3 separate regions of the Mus musculus genome follow, and all the other regions are linked to region 2. The links are chromatin contacts, called in public Hi-C and HiChIP or PLAC-seq maps. All regions are on one chromosome and are shown on one strand. Each heading gives the region's core, a stretch centred on a gene start, on an enhancer-like site or on the middle of the called end of the contact. The rest is flanking DNA. Distances are from core to core; before and after follow the strand shown. Region 1 overlaps Atp7b (ATPase, Cu++ transporting, beta polypeptide). Region 2 holds the start of Ckap2 (cytoskeleton associated protein 2). Region 3 overlaps Atp7b (ATPase, Cu++ transporting, beta polypeptide).

Region 1 (4,915 bases), core at 368-2,867, 140 kb after region 2:
TCTGTTGTTAGCCTATCTATTCTGGACTTTGCTTTTTCTTTTTCCTAGAAGGCTTTTATTATTATTTTAACTTGTCTCTTTAGGTTGGTTGTATGACTGTACATCAGAAGAGGGCACCAAATCTCATTACAGATGGTTGTGAGCTACCATGTGGTTGCTGGGAATTGAACTCAGGACCTTTGGAAGAGTAGCCTGTGCCCTTATCCTCCAAGCTGGCTTTCCAGCCCCAAGTGTTTCTATGTCTTTATTGAATTTTGTTTTCAAGCCTTGGATTGTTTGGGCTTCCTCCCTCCTCTTTTTCTTCTTCCTCTCCCTCCTTTCCTCCTCCTCTTCTTTGCTCTTTTATTATTTATTTATTTATTTATTTATTTTTTGAGACAAGATCTCAGTCTTGTACAGCCCAGACTGTTGTAGAACTCACTATGTATACCCGGCTGGCCTTGAACTCAGATCTGCCTGCCTCTGCCTCCAACCACTGGGAGGTACAGCACCGCACCTGGCTGTTCATGGTTTGTTGGGCATCACTCAGGCATTTGTTCTCCTTAAGCTCTTTCTCCTTAGTTCCACTGAGCTGTTTCTTTACATCTGCTTTAAACTTCTTGAGTTCTTTGATGAAGTTTATGATTGTTCTTTTAAATGCTGTGCCTTGGACTCATAAATTTAATTTTTTTAATTTGATATTTCCTTTATTTACATTTCAAATGTTATCCCCTTCCCTAGTCCCCCCCCTCCCCCCCGAAAATCCCCATCCCCTCCCATAAATTTAATTCTTATGGGCAACATTTCTACAGGACTAGTGGATTGTGGTTGGGAGAGATGGCCTTGGTCTCCCATATTGTTTGCCGTTTTTGCTGTGAGATCTGGGCATATGTACTTCTTTTGTTCTGTGTCTGGGGCAGAAGAGAGCATGTGCGAGCGGGTGGAGCCCAGAGGTTGGAAAAGGCTTAGGTGGAGTGAAGTCAGGTGGACAGATGTGGCTGTGTTCCTGTATAGAATGTGTATTCCAGTTCCAGCCTGGAGCGTGGGGTCAGATACTGCTATTTGCAGACGTTTTGTGTGGTATGGGATGAGCTTATGAGTTGGGGGCTGGGCAGGGCAGGGCAGGGCAGGGCAGGGCAGGGCAGGGCAGGGCAGGGCAGGGCAGGGAATGGCCAGAAACCTAGAAATTGCTTGTGATTCAGGCAGAGGTGGCCAAACTGGGCCAGGACACTGGATGTAAAAGCCGGGCTAGATCTAGCAAGGCTGGAAGAGTGCATGGAGGAGAGCATCAGGCAGAGCCGCAGGGTTAGGCCCTGGAGAAAGATTTCTGGGATCTTGTGCCGCGTGTACATTTAACATCCAGCTTACACTCTTAGTGACCTGCGTTCTGTCGTGGATGATGGATGAGCGTCGGGCCCTTAGCTGCGGTGAATGCGGTGTTTGTGCTAACCTTACCCTCAGTGTGGGAAACTTCCAGGCGTCTGTGTCCAGCACACAGCTTAGTGTCAGATTCTCTGGTCCTGTCCTGTCACAGAATCTGAGCCTCCTCTTGTGCCTCAGAGGGCTGGCCCGGCCCGCCCCAGGGTCTTTCTTGGAGGCCCTTCCTACTGAAAGCTCCTCTGGGTTGAGCTGGTAATCTTTCTGAGTGCTGAAATGTTTTCTTTGCCAGGTGTCCCTCCCCTAAACAGGGCCCTTTTGTCCTAGGGGCTCATGGAAACAGGAGCTGCCCATCTGCCTTTGGGGCCCAGGCTTCTCAGCTTACAAAATAGTTGTTTGGGACAGCAAGTGTGGCATATATGTATGAATTCATATACGTATATGAATTTCCTTTTCGGGAACAGCAAACTTTACACATGTGAGAGTCAGAACACAGAGGTGCAAGAAGACACTTGGAAGACCTGTTGTTCTAGACTGAATGAATAGAGAATAGTAGAGTTTGCCCTTGGATTTATATAAAGGGGACAGAAAAGGACCATGAAATTCTCGGTAGAGCTTCTGGCATGTGGGGCACATGGTTATAATTCTGGTATTCAGAAAGCAGAGGCGGGAGGATTGCCACAAGTTTGAGGCCAGGCTGGTCTATAACATAAGTTTAAGGCCACCTGAGACTATAGTAAGATTCTTTCCAAAAAAGAAAAACAGAACTGAAAAACCCTAAAGAATTCTAGGGAAAAAAAAAAAAAGCACACCCTGCTTTATACATACAGGTCAACAAATTTGTTTAGATATATTTAAACAGGCTTATGTAATATCTGACGTTTGCTCGTTAGTATAGATGGAAGATCCTTGTGTTCCAGAGCTTAGCCATCACTGAGGACCTCCTGAGCGGTGGCAGGAAGAGGGGATAATCAGCTTGAGAGTTGGTGGACAAAGGGTATTTGGCTCCAACAATGACAATGAATAGGAGATATTGAGAAAACACGCGCACACACACACACACACACACACACACACACATACAGATACACCTAAGAAAACCAAGCTATTGCTCTATGTTATAAGAGCTTAATAGAAATCTTTGACTAGTAAGCAGAGAGTAGAAGTAAACAAGTTAAAGTTTTACTAAAGCATGCTGATTTTTGCTGGCTTGTTAAAGACCCTACCCCTTTTTCTGGGAAAAGTAAACACCACCTAGAGGAGTAGTTACCACAGCTATCTTGGCAAAGGTCAAACTGCAGATCCTGTTTGCTAAGAACGAGATCCTTTTACCTGCCAAAGTTTGTATGCCTTCATTACTACTAATGCTTTCGAACTCAGGGGCTTATAACATATGCCCCAAGGCCGGTCTAATCATCTACTCTCAATAGATCAATTAAAAGAGCCAAATTAGGGGCTGGAGAGATGGCTCAATGGTTAAGAGCACTACTCTTCCAAAGGTCTTGAGTTCAAATCCCAGCAACCACATGGTGGCTCGCAACCATCCGTAATAAGATCTGATGCCCTCTTCTAGTAGCTGTCTGAAGACAGTGTACTTAGATATAATCATAAGAGCCAAATTAAAAGTGGAAATCAGAAAAAAAGAGATTTATTTAATGTGACAATGTTGGCAAGATGCATTGGGCTACTTTGTCCTTCTTCACAATTTGGCCACATTGAAGTTCGATAACTCTAACAAAAATTTATGTACTTGTATTGCTGCCCATATAACATCTGTGTGCAAAAATGTCTGTTCCAGTAAACATGCCTGGTGGAAATTCCTTTTGGTGGACATGGGACTCAAAGACCACCCCTGTTACCAGACCTATAAAAGTTGCAAGAAATTGTGCAGACCTTTACAAAGTGTGCACTTGGGTCTCAGCCACTCAGAGTTAAAGAATTTCTTCTGTCTTGCCAAATGCACGTTCTGTTCTTGCTAGTTGCAGTTTCCCTGACAGTAAGGGCTGAATACGTGTGCAGATAGTGGTGGCCTTACCCCTGCCTCCCCATGAACACACAGTACAGTCAAATCAGAAGTGACTTCATCCATGTATCTGATTGATCTCAAGCTAGTATCAAAGATGTCAGGCACAGCCCCTGGTCAGGGTCTGGTCAAAGAGTTCCACACCATTGTAATTTTTTTTTTTTTTTTTTTTTTTTTTTTTTTTTTTTTTGCCATTTGTGACAGGAAGAAAACTAGCCTTGGAAAACCAACCAGGGTAGAATCATGTTGGTTATGACTCAAGATGGCTGCAGCCAAGTCAGGTAGAACCCAAGTATACATTCCCAGTCACAGTGCTGAGGCATTTATTTGTATTTGTAATGATCTTATAGCATCAAGGAAAAGTTAAGACCGTTTAATGATTCATATTTAAAAGACATGTTACCCCTGGGTAAGGACTTCTACCAAAATGTCTAAAATCTTGTAACAGTAAACTAAAGAGATACACTCCAGTTACCCACTTGTGTTGCCCAGTATATCAAATGCAAAGACCAGTAAGCTTGCAAGCACCAGACATCCCACCAGGAAATAGGTCCACCCACTAAGCAGGCTCTGAGCGGTCTCTGCTGTTGCAATGTTGGGCTCTGGCTGGAAGGCTGGGAGCTCAAGCCCTTAGCGCCTCACTTGTCTCTCCATTGTTGGGCTCTAGCACAGCCAGCGTTTCCCAGAGACTGATCGAGGATCCCTTTTGGTTGTGAACTTGGGAGATAAAAATAAAGTGCATACTCACTTTGGAGGAGTTGATTTACTGACTGTGTTTCAGAAGCACAGCAATGTCAGATCCTTATGAGAGGAAAGGAATAGTGAATGCCCTTGGCAAGTGGACCACTGGTGGGCTTCAAAGAAAACAGGCTTCTGTTGGTTGGTGGGTGGGTTGGTAGTTGGGTTGACTGGTTGGTGGGTGGGTGGGTGGGTTGGTTGGTGAGTGGGCAGTTGTTGGGTAGGTGGGTAGATGGGTTGGTTGTTAGGTGGGTAGTTGTTGGGTGGGTAGGTGGATTGATTGGTTGGTGAGTGGGCAGTTGTTGGGTAGGTAGGTAGATGGGTTGTTTGTTGGGTGGGCAGTTGTTGGGTGGGTAGGTGGATTGGTTGGTTGTTGGGTGGGCAGTTGTTGGGTGAGTGGGTGAATGGGCTAGTTGTTAGGTGGGCAGGTTGTTGGGTGGGTAGGTGGGTGGATGGGTTGGTTGGCAGGTGGGTAGGTGGGTGGATGAGATGGTTGTTGGGGTTGTACTCCTGGAGCTGCAACCTGGGGCAGAACATGCTATGCTAAGCAGCTTCTCCTGAGCTCTACCGCTGAGCTACCACTAGCCCAAGAAGAGATCTCTTTTCCAGAGTTCTTGACACCATTTTCAGGTAGGGAAAGGGTGTCATTGTGTGGACACAAAAGGGCATGGGTTCTGCGACCTGAAAGTGATGTATTCAGCTGCAAGGATTGATGCAGACAAGTTCTAGCGACCTGAAAGTGATGTATTCAGCTGCAAGGATTGATGCAGACAAGTTCTAGCGACCTGAAAGTGATGT
Region 2 (4,483 bases), core at 592-3,091:
TTCCTCCCTTTGTCTCCTTTCTCCTTCTCTTGGTCTCTCCTGAGACCCCCCCTCACTGGGTCCCCACAACCTCCTGCCTTTCTCTCTCTACAACTCAATCACAGGCTCTAGTCTTTTATTAACTTTAAATTGGGGAGCAAGATTTACATAGCTTCTCTGGGTGTACAGTTAGGGGGCAACCAGACCCAGACCATCCTCCAGTTGTTCTCCCTCACTTAAACAAACAAACAAACAAACAAACAAACAAACAAAACAAGGCGTCTAACATGATGTCAGGTGTCCTAAGGTCTGAGGTGGGGGTTGGGATAGGGGCAAGGGGTGGCTATTTAATGGGTTACAGATAGCTCAAGATAGGTTGTATCTGGGCCCTGGTCCTGCAACATCCCAAGCTCTCCACAACCTTTGAGGTTCCAATCAGTTAATCAGTTTGAAGATGTAGCTTTTTTCCTAGAAATATGTTTCACACATGTCATTTTTCTGAGGGAGTACAGCAATGAACCACCACTGTTAGCATGTCTGGGTTTTATGTTGGTGACATGTTTAAATGATGGGCGTCAAAGGTTAAGGCAGCATGCCTAAAAAGACAAACATAGACAAATTGTTCAACAGGAGTTGGTTTTGTTAGCATTCTGTCTAAGCTCCGCCCCACAGTTACCTGGCAATAGCCAGGCTTGCCTGACTCACTATGAGAGGGGCTGCTTGCTACCTCTGCCCTCTTCCCTCCTTTGCTCTCTCTTGTCTTCTTGCTCCTGCTCTGTCCTCTCACCCCTACTCCCCCTTGTCTACATGTGCTCTCAGCCAGCCTCTATTCCTCAACTCTCTCTGCCTTTCTCTGTCTCTAATACCCTTTTAACTCCCTTCCCCATTCCCTGAGTAAACTCTATTCTATACTATACCCATGGGCCTGCGGGGGCACCCCATACCTGACTACACATCCACCAAAACATATTCCTTCTTTCCTTTATCTTTTTATAACACACAATAGGTTTAACTTCACAGAATTATATCCTGCCTTGAAAGAGCAGAGGGTTATATCCTCAGTTTTCTTTTTCTTCTGTCTCCTACACTTGTTTGCATTTCACAAATGCATATATAAATGCACAGAAAGGGCTGGGCATAGAGTTGTAATCTTAGCACTCAGGAGGTCAAGGAAGACTGCAAGTGAGTTCTAGGCCAGCCTGTGCTACGTAGCAAGATTTTCAATAAAATAACAGCACAAAGGTAGATCTCAACTTAAGATTTTGTTTGCAAAGTCGGGCAAGTGGTGGCACACGCCTTTAATCCCAGCATTTGGGAGACAGAGGCAGGTGGATTTCTGAGTTCGAGGCCAGCCTGGTCTACAGAGTGAGTCCCAGGGCAGCCAGTGCTATACAGAGAAACCCTGTCTTGAAAAACCGAAAAAAGAAAAAAAAAAAAAAAGGTTTTGTTTGCAAGCTGTGCAAACACGAGACACCTAACATCTGAGCTCATCATCTCGCTTGCGAGGTATAATCGCAACCTAATTCTGTTAAGCAGCTCCAAAGATCATTCGGGAACTTGTCCTCAGGGAAAGCAATGAGCCTTATCCCTAAGGAGCGCACCAGCATTTGACAGGTGCAGTCACTGCGGTCCTTTGGCTTCCTCTGGGCTGTGTCTGAAGACATGTCCTGACTTGTCAAGCCTGGTCCTGCTATATCCTGAGGATTCAACAAGCCCGCTCCAACGGCGTCATCCATCCAGTTGGGAGAGCTTTGTTCGATTTTGAAATTTCTCGCCGGCTGCCAAGTCTCTGGATTCTGGGACGGCCCCGCCCCTCGCCTGGGCCCCGCCCCTCCGCGCTCATTGGTCCGTTCAATCCACGCCGGCGCCGAGGCGCGCTCATTAAGCGATGGCAGAGTCCAGGAAACGCTTCCTTGGCAGGGCTGCGAGGAATCCCTTGCCGGTGACCCGGGACCTGCAGCTGCCCCCGACCAGGCGAGACCAGCCGGCCTTCCGAGGTGAGCGATGGCACGGGGCCTCGGCCGCTAACTCTCTCTGAGAGCCCAGGCCGCTGCCGAGGGTAGCGCGTGGCTCGGCTCCTGCCGGGGCCAGCGGTTTATCTTCGGGGTCTGAGGGCGGGGGCGGGGCTGCCCGGACCCCCGACTGCGCCTGCGCGCGCGCTCGCTAGCTCCCGGGTTCTCCTATCTCTGTGCTTGGAACGTGGAGGTGAGGCTGGGACTGTTTGCATGATGTCCTGGACGTTTTGGAAAAATGGAGTTGAATGGTCTGCAGCAAGAATGTGGAAAACTTATGTAAGTTGGTCAGAATTTGGCGACTGGTATCAGATCTCTCTACACAGTTGTTTCTGGAACCCTATATTGAAATGTGTTCCCTGCAATTTTCACTCGATTAGGACATTTGATGCTATTTATTTATTTATTTATTTATTTGGGAGGATGAACCTCAGAGCTTTGTATACGCTAGGCAAGTATTCTATCATTGAGCACAAGCTAGAGTCCTGAGAGGAGGGAACCTAAACTGAGAAGATGTTTCCACAAGATCAGGCAGGCTGTAGGCCAGCCTGTAGGGCATCTTCTTAATTAGAGATTGATGGGAGAGGGAGGGCCCCGCCCATTGTGGGCGGTGCCACCCCTGGGCTAGTGGTCTTGAGTGCTATTTAAAAACAAAAACAAACAAACCAGGCAGAGCAAGCCTTGTAGCTACACTTCTTCATGGCACCAAGTTCCTGCCCTAACTGCTTTTGATGATGAGCTAACTGTACTATGGAGATATTAGTAAATGAACCCATTCTTCCCCAAGTTGCCTTTGGTGAGAGTGTTTTCATCACAGTAATAGTAAGCCTAAAACAGCACCTTGCATGTAATTTCTGATTCATGGGATCATTTGTCTAAATTGAGAAATCTCCTATTGTGTTGTTATAGGAATAATCTCTTTTCCCAGGGAGGAGACACTCCACACCCTTAGTGGTTACTCTTTAAAGCTCTTTAGTAGAAGTTGTTCGCTCTGGCTAGCACCCAAGGAAGAGCCAGCCCTGAATACGAGACTTCATTGGCTTTTTAAACACTTTAGACTGGTGCTTTCTTGTCGCTTTGGTTTTTGTTGTTGTTTTGAGACAGGGTTTCTCTGTAGCTCTAGCTGCCTGGAACTTGATCTGTAGACCAGGCTGGCCTTGAACTCAAGAATGTCTGCCTCTGCTTCCTGGGGTAGGCTTGTGCATTTTACACTACTCTCATCCTTAAATCTCTTTTAGATCCCAGCCCCAGGTTACACTTTGAACAATTTAAACAGAAAAAAAAGGTCACTGGCAATAATTCTGACATCTTTGCTGTGTCGACCTCCCACCTGACCAAGTGGCCAGACTTAATGATAGTCCCGCATCTCTGGGAGGAGGCTTTCCTGGTCTGGTGTGCAAGCCAGGAGACAGGAGCAGTAGACTCTGGCGAGTCTTATCCTTATTTGGTAATGAGGTTATTGTGCAGCTTACTGTGACCACTCTCACAGGAGGTCCCATCAAACCTGACGTGCAAGTGTCTGGTCAGCTTAACCCATTTTACTTACCTGAACATTTAATTCTCCCTAACCAGTTTGCTTGGTTTTTAAATGTACCTATTTTGAACAGTATTTTATATTAAACTGCCTTTGCATTGCCCATTCAAGTTTAATTTTGAAAATATATTACAGAAGATTGTATAATGTGGGATATAAATTGGTCTCTCCCTCCCATCTTGTCTCTGTAAATGAATTATATTTGTACTTAGTGTGACTACAAACACAATTCTGGACACATAAAATATATGTTTAATTACTTTCTTATTTTTTATTTTACTTTGAGACAGCCTTTCTACATAGCCCTGAATGTCCTAATCCACTATGCAGATCAGGCTCGCCTTGAATTTACAAACCTCCACCTGCCTCTGCCCCCAGCACTATGATTAAAGACATACGTTATCACCCCAGATTACCTTTGTTTTAACAGTTTATAATACATTGGCAACTCTCACAAGATTAGGGTTTTGTAAGCTAAGGTGATTTATCTCTGGTAAGATTTCTGAGCCTTAAAAATAACAGTTTCTGGCCGGGCGGTGGTGGCGCACGCCTTTAATCCCAGCACTTGGAGGCAGAGGCAGGCAGATTTCTGAGTTCGAGGCCAGCCTGGTCTACAGAGTGAGTTTCAGGACAGCCAGAGCTACACAGAGAAACCCTGTCTCGAAAAACAAACAAACAAACAAACAAACAAACAAACAAAAGACAGTTTCTGAACTGAAGCTCTTTTAAATACTAAGGTAATACACTTTATATGATAAGTTCAGTCCATGGAGAAACTGGGAACTTCATTATCCTGTATAGTATAGTTTTACAAAGTCTAAGTCAATTTGTAAGATCTTTTATATCAAGTAGCTTATTTTATCACAAGTGTAATTATAGCGGAGAACTGGAGGATTGGTTGTCCCAAGGAGACCTAAGAATAACAAGTGTACACTTAATTCTGACCACAGTTTCTCCA
Region 3 (4,709 bases), core at 1,067-3,566, 170 kb after region 2:
ATGCTTCCCTGGCCCAGAGAAACCCCAACGCCCATCACTTGGACCACAAGACGGAAATAAAACAGTAGGTAGAAAACAGAAGGTGAACGGTTGCCCTGGCTAAGTCTCTGTCCCCTTCCCACTGACTCTGTGGCCCATGATGATGCCAGCAGACTCAGCTGTGGCCCCGACGCCCCAGCTTCCTGGGTTGCCTTTAACCTTGGTTCTTCCCTTTTACCCCTGTGAGGGGTACGCTGTCTGTAGAAGTGTCTGGGTCTGCACTGCCCAGCGTGGTGGTGTACTTGAGATGCAGTAGTGTGTGCATTCGAATGAGCGTAGAACCAGAGTAGGCTTTTTTTCTTCTCTTTCCTTTTAAATTTCACTAATTTTTAGCTACTTTAAATAGTCACCAGTCGTCGGTGGTTATTTAAATACTTAGTTAAGTTTCACTAAATCTAACTGCAAGGTTGGCTCTTTATTTCAGTCTATTTATTTAGGCTTTATTTGTGTAAGTTCTAGAAGTAGGATCTGAAGACAGTCTTCAGAGCTAAGTGGAAAGAAAATGGCCAGCGCAGGGAAGGACGTGCAGCTCAGTGACAGGGCCTATGCTTAGCATGCACAAGGTCCCAGAATCCCCAGCACAGAGTGGGGTGGGGGTGGGGCGGCCCAGGATGCAGATAAAGGTTAATAAGTCTCAGATGGTCACTTAGTCTTTGAGCACACTCGAAGGCCACTGTTGTACATAGGGCAGTACCTTAGCCTTGTTGGGGAAGAGTGAGCAACCTGTGGCATCAGTAGCTTAGGCCAATTCTGGAAAGTCTGGAAAGAAGGAGACCTGGGATTTGAAACTCAGTTTAGTGTCTTCAGGGAGTGGTAGAGCCTTCTGGGGCTTCGATGGTGTCCTCGGTTTGGTCCCGTTGGCTTGCCCAGGGGACTGGCAGTCGAGGGTTTAGGAAACTAGTGGGCCTGTCTTTCAGATGGCCTCAGGCAGCAGCCTGAGCGCTCAGGACTGCAGGATGTACATTAGGATACACAGCTTACAAGGACTTTCCTTGATGGTCCCACACTGCCTCATCTGTTGTATCTATAAATGGGTGGCCACCAGCTTATGCAAAGGTAGATCTGAGCCCAGTGTCCCTCCAGCAATGCCTGGCCCTTGAGGTCAGTGATGATGTTGGGGGTAAGCCTCACTTTTATTTTAGTTCATCTTATGTCTAATCTGATCCCAGTGCCAAGTGGTTCTGATGTGTCTGTGTCGCTGACCTTGCCTTCCAGGTGGAAGAAGTCTTTCCTGTGCAGCCTGGTGTTCGGCATCCCCGTCATGGGATTGATGGTCTACATGTTAATCCCCAGCAGTACGCCTCAGGAGACGATGGTCCTGGACCACAACATCATCCCAGGACTGTCCGTTCTCAATCTCATCTTCTTCATCTTGTGTACCTTTGTCCAAGTATGTATTGGAAAGCCGGGCAAACCTCTGCCCTTTGTGCCCAGGCATGGCTAATGGATCTCTGATCACTGTCTGCATCAATAGCCCTTTAGCCTAGTTCCAGTGGTTCCTCATGGCAACTTTGCAGCGTCACCTTTGGGGAGCTGCTGCTGTTATTTCTGTCTTATGACCAGAGGGAGTGCAGAGTAGAGGGGGGATGCAAATGTGGGAACTAAGAAGAAAGGCCTGGTTTCACGGTCACAGGTCATTGCAAGTGATTGAAACTTGTCAGAACAGCCACCCTCTCCTTGTAAGCTTGGTGAGCCTGCCTATCCCTGGTGTGTGTGTGTGTGTGTGTGTGTGTGTTACAAATGACAGGACAACTCAGGACCTCATACATGCCATACATGCTAGGGAAGTGTGCCATCACTCAGTCTCTTTCTGTCTGTCTCTCTGTGTATGTGTATACATGTGTGTGTATGTTTGCGTGCGATGCATGTTCATTACAATACAGACACAGATGTTTGTTAACAGAAGTGTGTGTGTGGGGGTGCCATGTGAGAACACCAACAGATGCTGCCTCTCTTATTTGAATCATGGACATATTTTACGCCATTGGCTTACCTTCTCTCTAGAGACCATTCACAGTATAAGTGAATAACATCACTGTTGTTACCATTCTCTCATTATGGACATTTACATGGTGTGCCTGTGTTCCAAACATCCTGTATCCTCCGTCATCCCTTTCTGTGGCCAGTAATGAGAGAGTATGTTTCACCAGAGGCTGAGGAAGAGTGTGTGCCCTCAGTATCAAATAATGCAGAACAGAGTGGTATCAGCTATGTCCAAGAACCTAGAATACTCCTAGTCCTGAGGCTGGCTCCTCCCCCTTCCTCCGCCAACCCCGCCCTCCCTGCCTTTCAGTTTCTGGGTGGGTGGTACTTCTACGTACAAGCCTACAAATCGCTGAGACACAGGTCCGCCAACATGGACGTACTCATCGTGCTCGCCACAACCATTGCCTATGCCTACTCCCTGGTCATCCTGGTGGTCGCCGTAGCCGAGAAGGCAGAGAAGAGCCCCGTGACCTTCTTTGACACGCCCCCCATGCTCTTTGTGTTCATCGCCCTGGGACGGTGGCTGGAACACGTGGCCAAGGTAGCTACAGCTTCAAGGGTTCTTTCGTTCTTTTGGTAACCCGACTCTCAGCCCAAAGGCAGTGTGTGCTGAGAACTACTAATTACACACGCTGTAGAGAATAGTCCAGCGGAATCTGAACTCCTTGTAATTAGGGGCGGCAGTCACTAATCTCCCTGTTGATTGTTCCTTCTGATATCCCAGCTAATCTGGCTAATTAGTGAGACCTTTGTTCGGGTAATTGTGCCACAGAACAAACTCTGAACTTCTGGGCAGAGCTCGAATGGTCTCTTAGCGCCTAATGGATTGTAGTTAGTTTGTGTAGAAATCCACACCTCCACCTCAGGGCTGGGTGGCATTCAGTACTCTGCAATGGAGCCTGCAAAAGAGGGGAAGGAAGTTATATTGAAGGTGAAAATAGAATGGCCGTCAAGCTCTGCCTCAGCAGCCCTGGGCGGGCTTCCCTTGTGGCCCTGGCACTTGTGGCTGCCTCAGTGGTGGGGTTGTGTTTTTCACGCCAGCCACCTTCAGTGCGGTGCTTGGGAGTGTCAGCCTGGGTATGGACCGTCAGCTCTCATCCTGGTTATCTCCTAGAGCAAAACTTCAGAAGCCCTTGCAAAACTCATGTCACTCCAAGCCACAGAAGCCACAGTCGTGACCCTGGGTGAGGACAACTTAATCCTCAGGTAAGTTGTGTCCATGAGTAGAGCTTGGGAATCCCACGTCACCATTGTACAGTACAGGCCACCGTAGACATCACCCTGAAGCACTGTCCAGTGCCTGCACTGGCTGCTAACTGCAGTCAAACCAGTGACCTTTCTAAAGATCTATATTGTACCAGTCTGTCTGCACTGCTGTGTAGACAGATCCTTCAGCAGCTGCTTGCTTTTCCTTATGATAAAGTCGAAAGCACAGCAGTGGGACTCTGGTATCAACTGCGCACGCCCTCTTGAATTTAGCCCCATCCATTGCTCAGGGTGATGTGAGTATAATCATCCCCCAACACCCATGAAGTTTGGCTCTAGGACCCTAAGATACCAAGTCCCTCATATGACATGGAACAGTATTTGCATAGAATTCACATCCTCCCACATACTTTAAATCATCTCTAGAATAATTATTATACATTTGCAATGCAGATGGTATGTAAATGGGTTTTATACTGTACGGTTTAGAGATTTAGAGAACAATGATGCAAAAATATACATATATTGTATACATAGACAGGTGACCTCTGCACCTCCTCCCCCCACAATGTATGTGTGTGTGAGTGTGTGTGTTGCTGGGGATGGGACTCAGGGCCTCTTACATGGTAGGCAAGTGCTGTACCACCAAGCTATATCCCAAACCCATCCCTGAGTATTTTTTTTATGCAAGGTTGGTTATGTCTGCTAATCTAGAACTCTTAGATACATAGGGCTAGCAGTAAAAGGTCCAATAGTCAGTCTAGAACCCAGTCTAATCCCAGACGAGGAGGATGGTATCTGACTGTCTTCTGTTGCAGAGAGGAGCAGGTGCCCATGGAGCTGGTGCAGCGAGGCGACGTCATCAAGGTTGTCCCTGGGGGCAAGTTCCCAGTGGATGGGAAAGTCCTCGAAGGCAATACCATGGCTGATGAGTCCCTCATCACAGGTTAGGTGGCTGGGTTTAGGGTCCCTTTGGTGGGGGTCATGGTAGCCATTGGTCCATATGATGTTGAGAGGGCTGAGTGAGTGATTGATTCTGTCTCTTCCCTAGGAGAGGCCATGCCTGTCACTAAGAAACCTGGGAGCATAGTGATTGCTGGCTCTATTAATGCTCATGGCTCTGTGCTCCTTAAAGCTACCCATGTGGGTAATGACACAACTTTGGCTCAGATTGTAAAGTTGGTGGAAGAGGCCCAGATGTCAAAGGTAATGATGAACCTTAAAACACGTAATGAAACCCTTCCTTTAAGAAATGATCTCAAAGGGATTTTAGCTCAGTGGATAGACCACCAGCATCCTCATATTCCTAGCTAGTCCGGAGGCGGGAGCGACAAGGTTGGGACTTCAAGCTCAGCTCCAGACTACCTGGGCTGCATTATTCCCTGCCTCAAAACAAAACAGATGTGAGGAATGGTTGCAAAGGTTCATAGCTCCACCCATCAAGGATCAGGTAGAGATTGACTCCTAAAGATAGCAAT

What was found. A called contact is a pair of places that touch in the nucleus more often than the background predicts. HiChIP or PLAC-seq counts read pairs in DNA pulled down with a chosen protein or histone mark.
Region 1: a Hi-C map of stem cell-derived motor neurons shows a contact between it and region 2, with 6 times the contacts expected there. The contact joins the enhancer-like site here to the promoter of Ckap2 in region 2. A contact is called at or near these places in 18 of 39 promoter capture datasets (the 3T3-L1 cell line, the C10 cell line, the HPC-7 cell line and 11 more), 10 of 484 Hi-C or Micro-C datasets (3T3-L1-derived adipocytes, CD4 T cells, the G1E-ER4 cell line and 6 more), 3 of 115 datasets of contacts at active chromatin or transcription factors (embryonic stem cells and pancreatic cancer cells) and 3 of 9 other capture datasets (adipose tissue, liver and pancreatic islet).
Region 3: an H3K4me3 HiChIP or PLAC-seq map of intestinal villus epithelium shows a contact between it and region 2, with 5 read pairs. The contact joins the enhancer-like site here to the promoter of Ckap2 in region 2. A contact is called at or near these places in 2 of 39 promoter capture datasets (embryonic stem cells and hippocampal neurons), 2 of 115 datasets of contacts at active chromatin or transcription factors (SST interneurons and intestinal villus epithelium) and 1 of 9 other capture datasets (pancreatic islet).

The regions. Positions count from the first base shown.
Region 1 is chr8:22,040,428-22,045,342 of GRCm38.p6, reverse strand. All of the region lies in intron 1 of Atp7b (ATPase, Cu++ transporting, beta polypeptide), which reads left to right. Among named protein-coding and RNA genes, the nearest start is that of Atp7b, 17 kb to the left of the region's middle. Within about 2 kb of position 1,617, at least 20 of the 459 cell types and tissues checked have an H3K27ac peak or open chromatin away from gene starts, as enhancers often do. A contact at or near this core is called in stem cell-derived motor neurons, where this site is marked.
Region 2 is chr8:22,183,177-22,187,659 of GRCm38.p6, reverse strand. Ckap2 (cytoskeleton associated protein 2) reads left to right here and starts at 1,841. Exons shown (of 9, transcript NM_001004140.2): 1 at 1,841-1,976. The coding sequence starts at 1,868. It overlaps Gm29878 (a long non-coding RNA gene), which reads right to left and starts at 1,632. Exons shown (of 2, transcript XR_378798.3): 1 at 1,581-1,632; 2 at 508-575.
Region 3 is chr8:22,011,233-22,015,941 of GRCm38.p6, reverse strand. Atp7b (ATPase, Cu++ transporting, beta polypeptide) reads left to right here. Exons shown (of 21, transcript NM_007511.2): 6 at 1-64; 7 at 1,255-1,429; 8 at 2,333-2,566; 9 at 3,140-3,231; 10 at 4,050-4,177; 11 at 4,283-4,437. Among named protein-coding and RNA genes, the nearest start is that of Ccdc70, 43 kb to the right of the region's middle. Within about 2 kb of position 2,316, at least 16 of the 459 cell types and tissues checked have an H3K27ac peak or open chromatin away from gene starts, as enhancers often do. A contact at or near this core is called in intestinal villus epithelium, where this site is marked.